2 separate regions of the Sus scrofa genome follow, and region 2 is linked to region 1. The links are chromatin contacts, called in public HiChIP or PLAC-seq maps. All regions are on one chromosome and are shown on one strand. Each heading gives the region's core, a stretch centred on a gene start, on an enhancer-like site or on the middle of the called end of the contact. The rest is flanking DNA. Distances are from core to core; before and after follow the strand shown.

Region 1 (6,241 bases), core at 2,102-4,601:
GCCACTCCCACGGCATATGGAGGTTCCTAGGCTAGGGGTCGAATTGGAGCTGTAGCTGCCGGCCTACACCAGAATCACAGCAACGTGGGATCCGAGCTGCGTCTGCAACCTACACTACAGATCACGGCAACGCTGGATCCTTAACCCACTGAGCAAGGCCAGGGATCGATCCTGCAACTTCATCGTTCCTCGTCAGATTTGTTAACCACTGTGCCACGACGGGAACTCCAGCATCTTTTTTTAAAATGAGGAAACTCAGGCCAGAAGACAACATCCCACAGGACAACAGTTCTGGCTATGCGACTGCCTTGTGGCTCTTGGTACAGTGCCCTCCCACTGCATCCCCTGAGCACTGCTCCACTGGGAAGACTGAATGGGCAGTTGCTGCTGTCCTAAGCTATCGTGGACCCCTCGGCCAAAGAAATAACTCTGTCCTCCCCAGTCTCCCCTTATCTGCCCCACTGAGGCTCCCTTGCTGCAGTGAAACGATTCTTCTACAATTTCAAGTGCCTGGAGTTAACTTATTTATTAACTTATTAACTTATTTGTAATGCAGACAAGTTTCAAAGCTCTTATTCCGTTCAATTAAATAGCACAGTGAGCAAAGGTTTTTAACTGCATTTCTAGCAATTGCAGGTGAGGGCCTGCTCTGTCAGTAGAATATAATTACACCAGCCTTCTAATCATCTGCTCATTAATGCCAGCCTTGGTGAGGGGCCTGCTACTTGGTAGATAGGCTTTTTATGGCCTTTAATCTTGTTTTCCTAAGAGCACACAGTGTCCTCACACAACAAAGAGAACCCCCCCCACCTGCCCCCAAACCCTCATGCTCAGAGGGTAACAATGTATAAACTACTAATCCATTTGGAAATGATGGCTTTCAATGATCTAAATCTGGTTTGAGGACTGAGCTTCCCTGGTAAATTCAATGGTAAACCCTCGCAGGCTAAGATACACATATGTGCATAAATTCGGGACGCTGCTGTGTAAACCTGGGCCAGCCTCAAGCCTGATCCTCCAATTATTCCACGGCATGAGCCTGGGTCGCTGTCCTACTTCATCTGCACAAACCCAACGAGAGAGAGAGACAGACAGAGAGACAAAGAAAGACCGAGAAAGAAAGATTGAGAGAAACAGAGAGAGGGCGAGAGAGACAGAAATAGAAATAGATGCTTCTGTTTAGCTGGAATTAACCCAATTTCCAACCCATGCAGATTCCCCTTGGCTGGCCTCAGGCTGGTGGTGCAGGCCCCTGAGCTCAGAGCTGCTGTCCTTGGCTCCATCATGGGAAGAAGGGACCCTGTGATTTCTATTTGGGTTGTGAGTTACCTTTAAGTGTGTCCAATGCTTAAACACACAGGTTTGATTAAAAGCACCATCTTTTCCCTGGATTCAGCAGAAAACTAATATGACCTTTTTTTTTTTTCCTTTCTCTTACCCTAGCTGATTTTTAAGGGTCAACAATTTCCTAAGAGAAGGAAGAAAAATCCTTTTCATAAGCCTAGTGACAAGTCATCATTTTTGTTCTCTTTGACAATAGTTTCTTCCACTCTCCCACCCCAGAAGATAAAGTACAATACTTTCCTGCAAGAATTCCCAGAAACCTACTCTTACCCTTACTTTGACGTGCCCTTGGCCAAGAAGGGAGGCTGGGCTTGTTCCCAGTTTTACATCTACAGGAGGGAAGTCCCAGAAAACCAGGCACTGGGCAATCGGTGGGTAACCCGGGCCAGAGCCCGGTCCCCAAGGCCCAGTGTTAGGATGAGTTTGGGAGCAGGAATGACCATGGACCAGAAGAGTGGAGGCTGGAGCCACACTCTACAATTTTGAAACTGGGGCAGGCTAGGGCTGGGTCATGTTCATGAGCACACGGAAGGACCTCCACCTCCCTCCTCCATCCCTGGGTCCCTGAAAGGGGCTCGATCTGGGTTATTTATTTGTAGGTTGTGTGTGTGTGTGTTTTGCCACAGAGCACAAGGATACATTTCTGAGATATCATAAGGGGCTCTATTGTACTGTCAGATCAAATCCTAAAGCCATGGGGAAAAGGCAAAGAAACCAGTTAGAAAGAGAAGACCTCAGCCCTTATGAGAAGATTAGGTGTGCTTCTACACAGCTTATGGGCTGCTAGTTTGTTGGCTGGTCTGAACGTTAGCTGTCCTAACCTTGGGATAGATGGATAGATTTAGGAACAATGGGCAAAGGGCTGCACTTGCATTTTCTTCACTGCCACTCCAAGTCACAGCCAATCCTCAGAGCCCAAGACCAGCAGGGCCACTGGGAATCTTCTCAGACTTACCTATTTGAAATCCTTCTGTAATCCTCTCAGCACCCACATCTGCACTGGGGGAACTTATTTTGAAGCATTCTTTCCCAAATATATTTTTTTTTGCCCTCGGGTTTATCATTCAATGCCTGTACTACACCCAACACTATACTAGATACTGAGACTGAAGGTACAAGCCACTCTGCTCCCACGGGGCCCACAGAAGTCCTTGTCCTTCAGAAATGAGATCCCTTAGGGCAGGGGTCAATGGCTATGCCCCTTAGTAGGCCAGGTATAGGGTTATAGACCTACAATCCTTGCATGTTGATTGGCTGTATAGATTCAAGAACATCTTCTTGGATCACCTGCCAATGGGAAGCCTTACTTGGGAACATGGCCAACTGAATGCACTTGAACTGCACTGTGCAAAATGGTAGCCACTAGCGAAGTGTGGTTACTTAAATTTCATGAAAACCAAGTTCAAAAATTCAGTTCCTTAGTTACAACAGACATAATTCAAATACAGCATAGGTCACATATGGACTATGTGGATACAGAACATTTCCACTGCAGAAAGTTCTACTGGACAGTCCTGTTCTAGAATCATTTCCGAATTCAAGTGTTCTTTCAAGCTGCAAGGGATAGTTTCCATATGCCATCATTGGGTTGCCTGGGCAGCCCCCTCCAACTGAGTTCTCCTGATCCAGCAAGCAAGCTCTTGGAGAACCATGGATTACTTCAACCCATCTATTAAGTTGGGGCCGTACAAGCTCTGCCAACCTTCAAGGTCCAACTCAAGGGCCATGTCCTCTCTTTTCCTGAAGTCTCTCAGCCCTCTTCTTCTCTGAATGGATGTACTGGCTACTACAGCACATAAGCCAAGTTGATAACCCGCTGTCTTGTATTATGCTCCATAGGGCTGTTCCATAAGGTTGTGCAGACTGTTACCTGCACAAGGGTGCTCAGCTGAGGGGGTGAGTAGGGACTAAGATTTCACCTTCCACTCGCCAGGCTGTATGCCTTGGGGTGTGGGTGTGTCCCAGAGAAAGGGGCCCTTTTCCTGGTTTGCGTGACTGTGTCATACAGGCTGGTGGCAGCCTTGGTTCTTGCACCATCTTGAGGGCATGAGTCTTGTCTGACACACAGGATGGTGACTCTGGGAAAGAAGGGACTGGATTTTCTCCTTTCCCTCTGGTCACTCCCCACTCAAGGCCAGATTCTGCAGACACAAGGAAGACACAGGAGACACTCCTGGAACTTACAGTTCTGGTGACTTTTGGTCATGTTCTCCGAGTCCAGGGCATGGTAGAACTCATATGCTGAGCGGCCGAGCAGCTCCTCGGGGTGGTAACCAATCAGTTCTGTGATTCTGAATTTTTAAAAAAAGCAAAGGGGAAGAGAGACCATGTGAATGTGACCAGGGGCTCAAGGACCAAGTCCATTATGCCAATGCAGACGTTTAGGTGAACCCACGCCACACTTCCCAGTGGGACCATCACCTGTGCAAAAACATGGTGGTCAACCTGCAACTGCGGGTCCACCCAGTGGCTACTCTTCCTGCCCTTCCTGAAGCTGTGTTGCAGGGGCAGGAAAAGCACCTCTTCAGGAGCAGACTCCCTACTCCCCACCCCAATGACCACACATATGCCTATGCTCCAGGGACCACTGGACGAGGGACTCACACACCCCTGAACCGCCAGTTTTTGAAGGCAAGGGAGCAGAGATGCAGGGAGGGAGACAATCTGCTTGATGTTTACACAAGGGTCCAGAGGCAGGGCAAAAGTGAGAACGGGAACCTCCTGACTACTAGGTCAAGCTTAGTCTAGTAGAGGGTGATATAAATGAAACGTGAAAATCAAGTGGTCCGAAGTGAGTAAAAGCATGGAGGCAGCTTTTGCAAGTGTGTTTATTGTGGAGCAAAGAGGCACCCAGGCAGGCAGAGCCCCATCTGTGCTTAAACCTTCATCCCTCAGGTCCTGCTGGGTGACCTCAGATACTTCTCAGACATCGCATCTGCCTTCGTGGGTTCTCCTCTTTGTCCCTCCCGACCTCAAGGAAAGGCATTGGGTCGGGGGAAGGGGAGGGCAGGAGGTGCTGAGAGAAACAAATCCAAAATCTGAGTCCTAGAAATCGGCCTCTTCATGACACTCTAATAGGCAGTTCTGAGATGACAAGGCTTGGCCGTCCCCTGCAAGGTGTCGGGCTTTGATGGGATGTGGGCCGAGAAAAGGCAAGTATGGAGAACGGTGAAGAATCACTTCCATCTCTGAGGACCCCTCTTCTCTGTGCTGGAATCATTAAGATAAACAAAGCCCTGCCCAGGAACCATCAGATTAGCGGCTTTGCCACGTCACACCTAAACACTACTTCTCGTAATCTTTGCTCTCACATTTTTTTCTAGCGGGCTCATTGTCTTGTTTGCTTAGCCTGTCACACACAAGCAGGGCTGGGGAGATTCTCGTCATTACAGGCTCTGTGTCAAAATGCACAGCCTGTCACCCGTCCATGCTGGAGACGAGCAGCAGGGAGGGGAAGGCAGAGGCCGTGGCTCCCTGCTTTCCTGTCTCTCCTCCTCTTTCCGGCTCCAGACCGGTTTTGCACAGGTCAGACGAAACCATCCTAGAGTGCTGTTTCCATTCCGTCACTCCCCTCCCCATGCTTGCCTGTCCCCGACCACATCCAGAGTAAATAAACTCTGCCGAACTTCCAGTCCCCCCAGAATCCGGAGTCTACCTTCTCAGCAGTTGGATGTGCAGCTGACGGGCGGCGTGTCAGGTCACCCCCCACCTCCCCTGGGGTGGATCCCTTTCCTCGCAGTTCCCAGCCCCGCAAACCCCTGCTTGCTATAGAGCCCTGAGGCTTCTCTTCTCCAAGCCCTGACAATGGCAGGGCCAGCTCAAAGCCTTGCCTTGTCCACAGAGCTTTCTCCAAGTCCCCCGGCTCGTCCAGTCCCAATAGGCAGACACAGTGTCATAAGGAATGACGTATTCTTCCCTCCACACCTGAGGCTGCCAACCCCTGAACTCTGGGGCCACTTTCTCCTTCGATCTCTGCTACGATGGATGCTCTATAACTAATGGAAAAGTCAACCAAGGGATTGATTTTCTTTGGGGGCCAAGGCCTAATGAGAGCCCTGTCTATTCCAGCACCGCTAAGGGACCTGGGCCCTCACGATCCACTTTCTTCTGAGAACACGGTCACCTGGCTCAGGGCACATGGTGTACACACGCAGCCCTCCGCTCAGCCCTCAGGATATTCAAGCCACCTTTCTCCACTCTGTGAGGTGTGTCTGGTGTGGAGGTGGGCAGAGAAGAGGCAAGTTCTCTGCCTCCACAAGATGTGGGGGTAAAAGCCTTTGTCCAACAACGGGCCACACGACAGGGCTGAGGCGCTTAGGTCTCAGCTGATCCAGCCCAGCGGCGATGTCTCCAGTGAGATTCCAGCAGCTCACTCGCCCCAGCCAGCTGGTCTCAGACTGTGAGGATCTGTCCCCTGAGCAGAGAGCTCTCTGAACTCACCAGCCACAGACATGTTCCTTGGTGGCCTAACCCTGGAGCCAGCACCCAAAGGCGCCGTAGCCAAGGTGGATACTCAGGGAGAACAAGGAGATGGAACAGTGCTGGCCCTTCCCTTCCGACCCCCAAACAACTTTTCTGATGGGTCCCGTCCCTTTCAGGCTTCGCCTGGGAATCAGAACTGCACCTGCGGGCCATGCGGACAATGGGCTGGCCACTTATAGGCTCACCAATTTGCCAGATAAACTTCTGGTTCCGAGACTAGGGCTAGAATTTCCTCGAGACCCTCAAAAATCAGGCTATTCTCGGAAAGATTCGATCTTCCTCTGTGAAGAGATTCCACTTTCTTTCAAGATTAGAATCTCTAAAATGTTCAAAGTCATTGTGTGTTATAATCAGCCTCAAATAAAATGTTTTTAAATCGAATTCACGCACCATCCATTAGGCACACAATGGGCGT
Region 2 (6,241 bases), core at 1,645-4,144, 140 kb after region 1:
ACTTATTCATTTTTATCTTTTTTTAAATCCATCGCAGTATGTAACTGGAAGCTTATCCTAGGTGGTATTCTGTGCTGAGCACTTGGACTATGTACAAAGGTGGATAATGGAATCTTCATTTTCCATAGTGTTTACAACCCAATTAGGGAGATATGTGACAACTCACAGAAATAAAAGCAAGAGGGAAATTAGCGCTATAAGATATTATAAGCAGCTAGCAACAGGGGCCCAGAATGAGGTGTTCCTTTGAGTGGGAGGGGTTTAAAGAAGGCTGGAGGGGAAGCGGGGAGGGGCAGCATGATGGGGGCCAGGAAATCTGAATGTACCTGGTGATGGGACCAGCATAAGTTGGCAAAGCAAAGATGAGGAAGCTTTGGAAGGACACCGTGGGATCTCAAGGAGGGAAACCTCTGGAGATGGTGGGTTGGGGTCCCACTGATGCGCAGGCCAGGCCAGGCCAGGAAGCCAGCCAGTTCACCCCAGGATGGGGAGAGACCAACTCACCTTGGGAGCCCCATCTCCCTGCTCTCACCTTGATTGGATCGGGCCAAACATCTGCTCCAAATCCTGTCCATGAGGTGGTCTGGCAAGAACTCTGCCCAAGGAATACTGGGACTGGTTGGGTCAATAAATTGTTTCCCTGGACAGTCAGGGGTGGGGGTGAGCGGGGCTGGTAGAGTAGAGATAAAAAAAAGAAAGGTTCCTGTTGTGGCTCAGTGGTAATGAACCTGACCAGCATCCATGAGAAGGCTGGTTTGATCCCTAGCCTCCCTCGGTGGGTTAAGGACTTGGCGTTTCTGTGAGCTGTGCTGTAGGTCACAAATGTGGCTCAGATCTGGTGTTGCTGTGGCTGTGGCTGTGGCTGTGGCTGTGGCTGTGGCTGTGGCTGTGGCTGGCAACTACAGCTCTGATTAGACCCCCAGCCTGGGAACTTCTATATGCTGCAGATGTGACCCAAAAAAGACAAAAAAAAAAAAAAAAAAAAAAAAAGAAAAAAAGAAAAAAGAAAGGTATTGGTTTGTGGGGTAAGAGTAAAAGTTAAAAAAAGGCAGAGGGGAAATTCCCATCATGGCACAGCGGAAACAAATCTGACTAGGAACCATGAGGTTGCGGGTTTGATCCCTGGCCTCGCTCAGTGGGTTAAGGATCCGGCATTGCCATGAGCTGTGGTGTAGGTTGCAGACATGGCTCAGATGTGGCCTTGCTGTCGCTGTGGCATAGGTTGGCAGCTGTAGCTCCGATTTGACCCCTAGTCTAGGGACCTCTATGTGCCGCGGGTGCAGCCCTAAAAAGACAAAAGACCGAAAAAAAAAAAAAAAAAAAAGGCAGAGGGGATGAGAAAGAGAGTCTGGCCTTCCATGGCAAACCCAGCTGCAGAGGCAATGAGGTGGCCTGGGTGCTGAGCCCCTAAACCATACTCCTGCCCTCAGGAGCTCTGACTCCGCTGTCCACTTTGGTCTTTCTGAGTGGCTCTTCCTGGCTCCTGCCAACCGGATGGTTGAGGTTTACATGGTTGGATTTCCCCCTAGCCCTCACCTGGCCTCCCCACCCCTGCTGCTCGAGGAGGCCAGGTGATCTTTCCAACCAACACCATGATGAACTAAGCACTTTGAAGGGCAGGCTGAGAAGCTGGAGTTCTAGTTTGCAGGCAGTGGGGCACTTGGACTTGATTTTGAGCTGTTTAGGAAGCAGTGTGGAGAGCAGGACAGAGCAGAGCAAGGCTGGAGGCAGGGAGAGCGGTCAGGAGGACCAGAAGGGCACTTGGGGGTGGCTCTGGGGTAGAGTGCCATGGTTGGGGGTGAAAAAGATGGGATTTGGTGGTAGGCATATGGTGTTTGGGGGAGAGAGGAAACAGAACAGACTCCTGGGTATGGAACCATGAGGAGGAACAGGTTGGGGAGAGAGCCTGGCTCGCGTCGGAGGACCTTATAAGATATTCTGGGGGAGCTCAGGAGCTCACCAGGCCCACCTAACATTTATGGGGCCCAGAGCTCATTTGCCTAGTGACAGCCCAGTTGACATAAATTTCAATATTTCAGTTAAAATTGAATCAATAAACACTTAAGTAAAATATATTTTGTCCTCCTAATTCCACCAATGCCCACGCTCAGGTGACCTAGAAGGCCCGGTTCACATCGAGAATTTTCAGATTCCTGGGAGTGCACATGCCTGAAGGTGGGGGTTCTGGCAGCTGGGGCCCCAGTTCCACGCCCCCCCTCTGCTGGTCCACTCTTCTCTTCTTCAAACTCCCAGCAATGCCCTGCATTACAGATGACCTCACACTCATGTGGGGACACTCCAGCCTACATGTCCAAGGTCCACCCACAACTAGCGAACTTCTGCCCCGTGTCCACCCTTGTGACCAGAGATTGCGTACATGCGTGGTGTGGTCCACTCTAAGAAATCAGGCCTGGGGAGGTGGTCCATGCTGGCACTGGAACCTGGTCTGGGGACATTATGGCAAGAAATTCCAGAATCCTAAGTAGCAGCTTCATTCCTGACTGGATGAACTTAACCTCTACGAGCCTCGGTCTGGTCATTATAAAGACTCAATAAAACCTCTTCTACTAGACTGTTATGAGGTAATAACATTATGTAATGCTAAATCCTCATTCAAATGTTAGTCCAATAAATTTAATGGTGCTAGGCTGGGCACTAACCTGACAGCTTGCCTGGGGCTTTGAGGTGTCACCCAGCATAATGACAAGCTGACAGGGGGCTGGGCTCCAGCTGAACCCTTCCTGCAGCCCCACTGGGGAAGAGGAAGCAGCAGCTGACCAGTACCAGCCATAGCCCAAGGGTCATATGGGTGGGAAGCTCAGCGCCCCAGGCCCCCTCAGGCCCATACGTGGCCTTGGCTAGGAGGCCTGACCGGGCTTGGAGCTCTGGCACCGGCCCTGAGTTGGGTAACAGGATTCTGGCCCCCGCAGTGTATCTGCCAACTGGGCTGGCTTACAGCTTGGTGTGTGTGCCAGAAGTGGGGAGACCTATTTTTGCTCCAGCCACAGGCCAGTGGGCCGAGAAAAAGGTTAAATTAAGATGACTGGGTTTTTTTTTTTTTTTTTCCCTTGGCGTCTGAAGAGTGCAACTTGCCTACTTTTTAACAGATGTGATTAAAGAATCTCTCCAGGAAGAACAAGGAATCCTGAACGTGGGTAGGTCTGCATGAGGCAGGCAAGGTGGGAGACACAGTGAGTGCTGAGAGAAGAGGCCAGGGAAAGGGGAGGGCGAAGGAAAGGAGGAAAGAGAGACAGTGTGTCAGAGATGCTGGGCGCTGGGGGTGACCGGGGGCGAGAAAGCCATGATGGACACACAGCAGAGATGGAGGGACAGAGGCAGACCAGGAGAGGCAGCAGGACAGAGAAAGGAAATCCTCAGTGGGTCCGAGAAGCACATCGCAGGAGGTCTTGAGGTGATGTGTATTTGGACTTCATCCCAGCTGACCACTCTTCAAGCCCTGAAGTCACCACTCTGCTCTGTGGTCCCACAGAAGGACCATTTTCACTGGACAAGCCCAAGCAGTCCATCAAAGAAGAAGCTTTTCTTTATCACCCCAAATACTGCCTCAAGCCAAGGGGCACCTTCTCCTCTGGTGTCCCTGTCCCTTCCTTGAATAAGAACAAGAAGAATGCTAACGTGGAGAAGACCCTGGTAGACAGTGCCCAGCCGACCTCGTGGTGAAGACACTGAGACAAGGAGGGGCATCTCCTTCCAGAGATTTCCAGAACAGCAGGGCCCCAGGCCTAGCCAGGACAGGTCTGACACCCAGGCCCAGTGGGCAGCTGCTTCCCGAGATGAGATTTGAGAGGTGCCAGGGAGACAGCTCTACCCCAAAATATCTCCCCCACTGCCTATGAGGGCTTTGACCTTGACCTCAAGGTAACAGCCCCCAATGGAGCTGGAGACAGGAAGCCCAGCTGTGGAGTCTAGCCTGGCAAAGCTTTGCACATCCTGATTTCCCATCCTAAATTGGGGTAATGTTCATTTATTGCCCATTTCCCAGCGTTGCTGTGAGACCCAAGCTGTCAATGAATGTGCAAGATCATAGCTGGAAGTCTGAATGTGACTCTGCCACTAGCTAGCCAGGTGATTCTATTCCCTCACCTATAACAAGAGAGGAAACAAGGTCATTGTGACAATAGAGAAAAGGAACATTAGTAACGATCTAGCACCAATTGTAGTACTTCCCCTAGTGTAAGCTATAAATCTGAAACCTTACTGAAAAAGAGACATACACCCTTATGTTCACTGAAGCACTATTTATAATAGCCAAGACATGGAAACAACCTAAATGTCCATCAGCCGAGAAATGAATAAAGAAGTTGTGGTACATATATACAATGGAACACTACTTAGCCATAAAAAAGAATAAAATAATGCCATTTGCAGTGACATGGATGGACCTAGAGATTATCATGCTAAGTGATGTCAGACAGGGAAAGACAAAGGTAATATGAGATCACTAATATGTGGAGTCTGAAAAAAATGATACAAATGGACTTATTTACAAAATAGAAACAGACTCCCAGACTTCAAAGACAAACTTATGGTTACCAAAAGGGAAGGGTGAGGGGAAGGATGGATTGGGGGTTTGGGACTGGCATATGCACACGATTATAAATGGAAGTGTTGGTCAACGGGGACCTGCCGTATAGTACAGGGAAGTCTATGCAATATTTTGTGATAACTTATATGGGAATGGATATGTGCATATGTGTTAATTGAATCACTTTGCCATGCAAAAGAAATTAACACATTGTAAATCAGCTATACTTCAAAATAATTTTTCTTAATGTGCATTACCAAAGCTACGGTGTTAGCAATTTTAATACTAGAGGAAGTAATGTTAAAACTCAAACATCAAAACTAACATTAACAATACTTTCCAATCGGAGTTAGTTGTCCACCACTTTTTGTCCATAACCATTCTACTGCATTTCTCACATTTTATTGCAATTATTAGTTGCATCCTCTACCAAACTGTGGATTCTTTGAGAGCAAGAACTGCATCACATGCAACTCTGTATCACCAGCCTCTGGCATGGTGGCCAGTTCAGAAAGGCACTCAAGATTTATTGGGTAATCCAGGCTTGCCTCCCTTCTAGCGAAACTAGAGAACAGAAATAATTAACCTCAGAGAGGATTCTCTTCATTATCAAAATAAAAGCATTTCACTTTCATAGCCTTTATAGAGTACAAATTTATATGCCTGTTACTTCATTTACTCCTGAAAATAATCCCATGGGGTAGATAGGAAAGGTACTAGGTTCTATGTGACAGCTGACAAAAAGCACTAAGAAAGGCTAAAGGATTTACTCAAGGTCATCCAGCTAGGGAATAGCTGAGCCAGGACTGGCACCCAGGCCTCCTGAATTCTAGTCCAGCATAAATCTGCTGAGGTCTTACTGGGTCAAGGGAATCCAGGCCAGCTCAGGGAAGAAGTGGGGGATATTATTTTCTAGGGTCTTTTTTTAGCTAAAGAATTATATAATTTTTAAAGAAAGTTTGTTAAAAAAAAAAATAAAGCCCAATAGGTAAAACACACAAAACATCTAAAAGCACATGAAAATGTTATAGGAATTTATTTTTCAAGTTCAAACATATTCTACGTAGTCATGATTAAGTCAATGAATGAGAACAACACAAAATCATTGTAAATCACACAAAAATGTGAGGTCAAGATTAGACATGACCTCGGCAGCCCAGTGAACCTCATTCATACAAATGAATTTTGTGTTTTGTTTTGAATTGCAATCATTGTTCAGTATGACAGCTTACATTAGAGAAAGTAGCTAAGGGCTTTCTAATGACCACTGGTTTATTGGACAGGCCCTGCATGCTGAGCTGACTTCCAGGAGTTATGCTGTCAGCACTGTGCAATGGGGAATGAATCTATGGTGGTGTTTGCAACTCCATGCACCACAACCAATTCCTGTAACTTCTAGCAGGAGATCCCAGGTTGGGGGACCAGACACAGGTGTCTCAGGACCAGCTTTCCAAGATTTATCTTAGCTTAATGCCCTAATACCTAGAGATGAACCTAACCTCATACCCCCAAAACAATGTATCTCAAGCCTTTTGAATCCTAAGACTAGCCCTGAACTTCATTCCCAAACCAGCATCTAAGTCAAAAGAAACAAAAAAACCTTTTTAGGTTTTTATCTCTTTATTGATATTTCCATACAATAATTTCATGCATTGTGTTCTTGGCCTTCTTCAAATGTTTTTGTTCTTTAAATAT

Evidence for each region. HiChIP or PLAC-seq counts read pairs in DNA pulled down with a chosen protein or histone mark.
Region 2: a contact with region 1 is called in an H3K27ac HiChIP or PLAC-seq map of alveolar macrophages. The contact joins two enhancer-like sites. A contact is called at or near these places in 1 of 47 Hi-C or Micro-C datasets (skeletal muscle) and 1 of 2 datasets of contacts at active chromatin or transcription factors (alveolar macrophages).

The regions. Positions count from the first base shown.
Region 1 is chr3:94,179,435-94,185,675 of Sscrofa11.1, forward strand. EPAS1 (endothelial PAS domain protein 1) reads right to left here. Exons shown (of 17, transcript NM_001097420.1): 8 at 3,529-3,635. Among named protein-coding and RNA genes, the nearest start is that of EPAS1, 71 kb to the right of the region's middle. Within about 2 kb of position 3,352, at least 1 of the 83 cell types and tissues checked has an H3K27ac peak or open chromatin away from gene starts, as enhancers often do. A contact at or near this core is called in alveolar macrophages, where this site is marked.
Region 2 is chr3:94,320,102-94,326,342 of Sscrofa11.1, forward strand. No RefSeq gene overlaps it. Among named protein-coding and RNA genes, the nearest start is that of EPAS1, 70 kb to the left of the region's middle. Within about 2 kb of position 2,895, at least 10 of the 83 cell types and tissues checked have an H3K27ac peak or open chromatin away from gene starts, as enhancers often do. A contact at or near this core is called in alveolar macrophages, where this site is marked.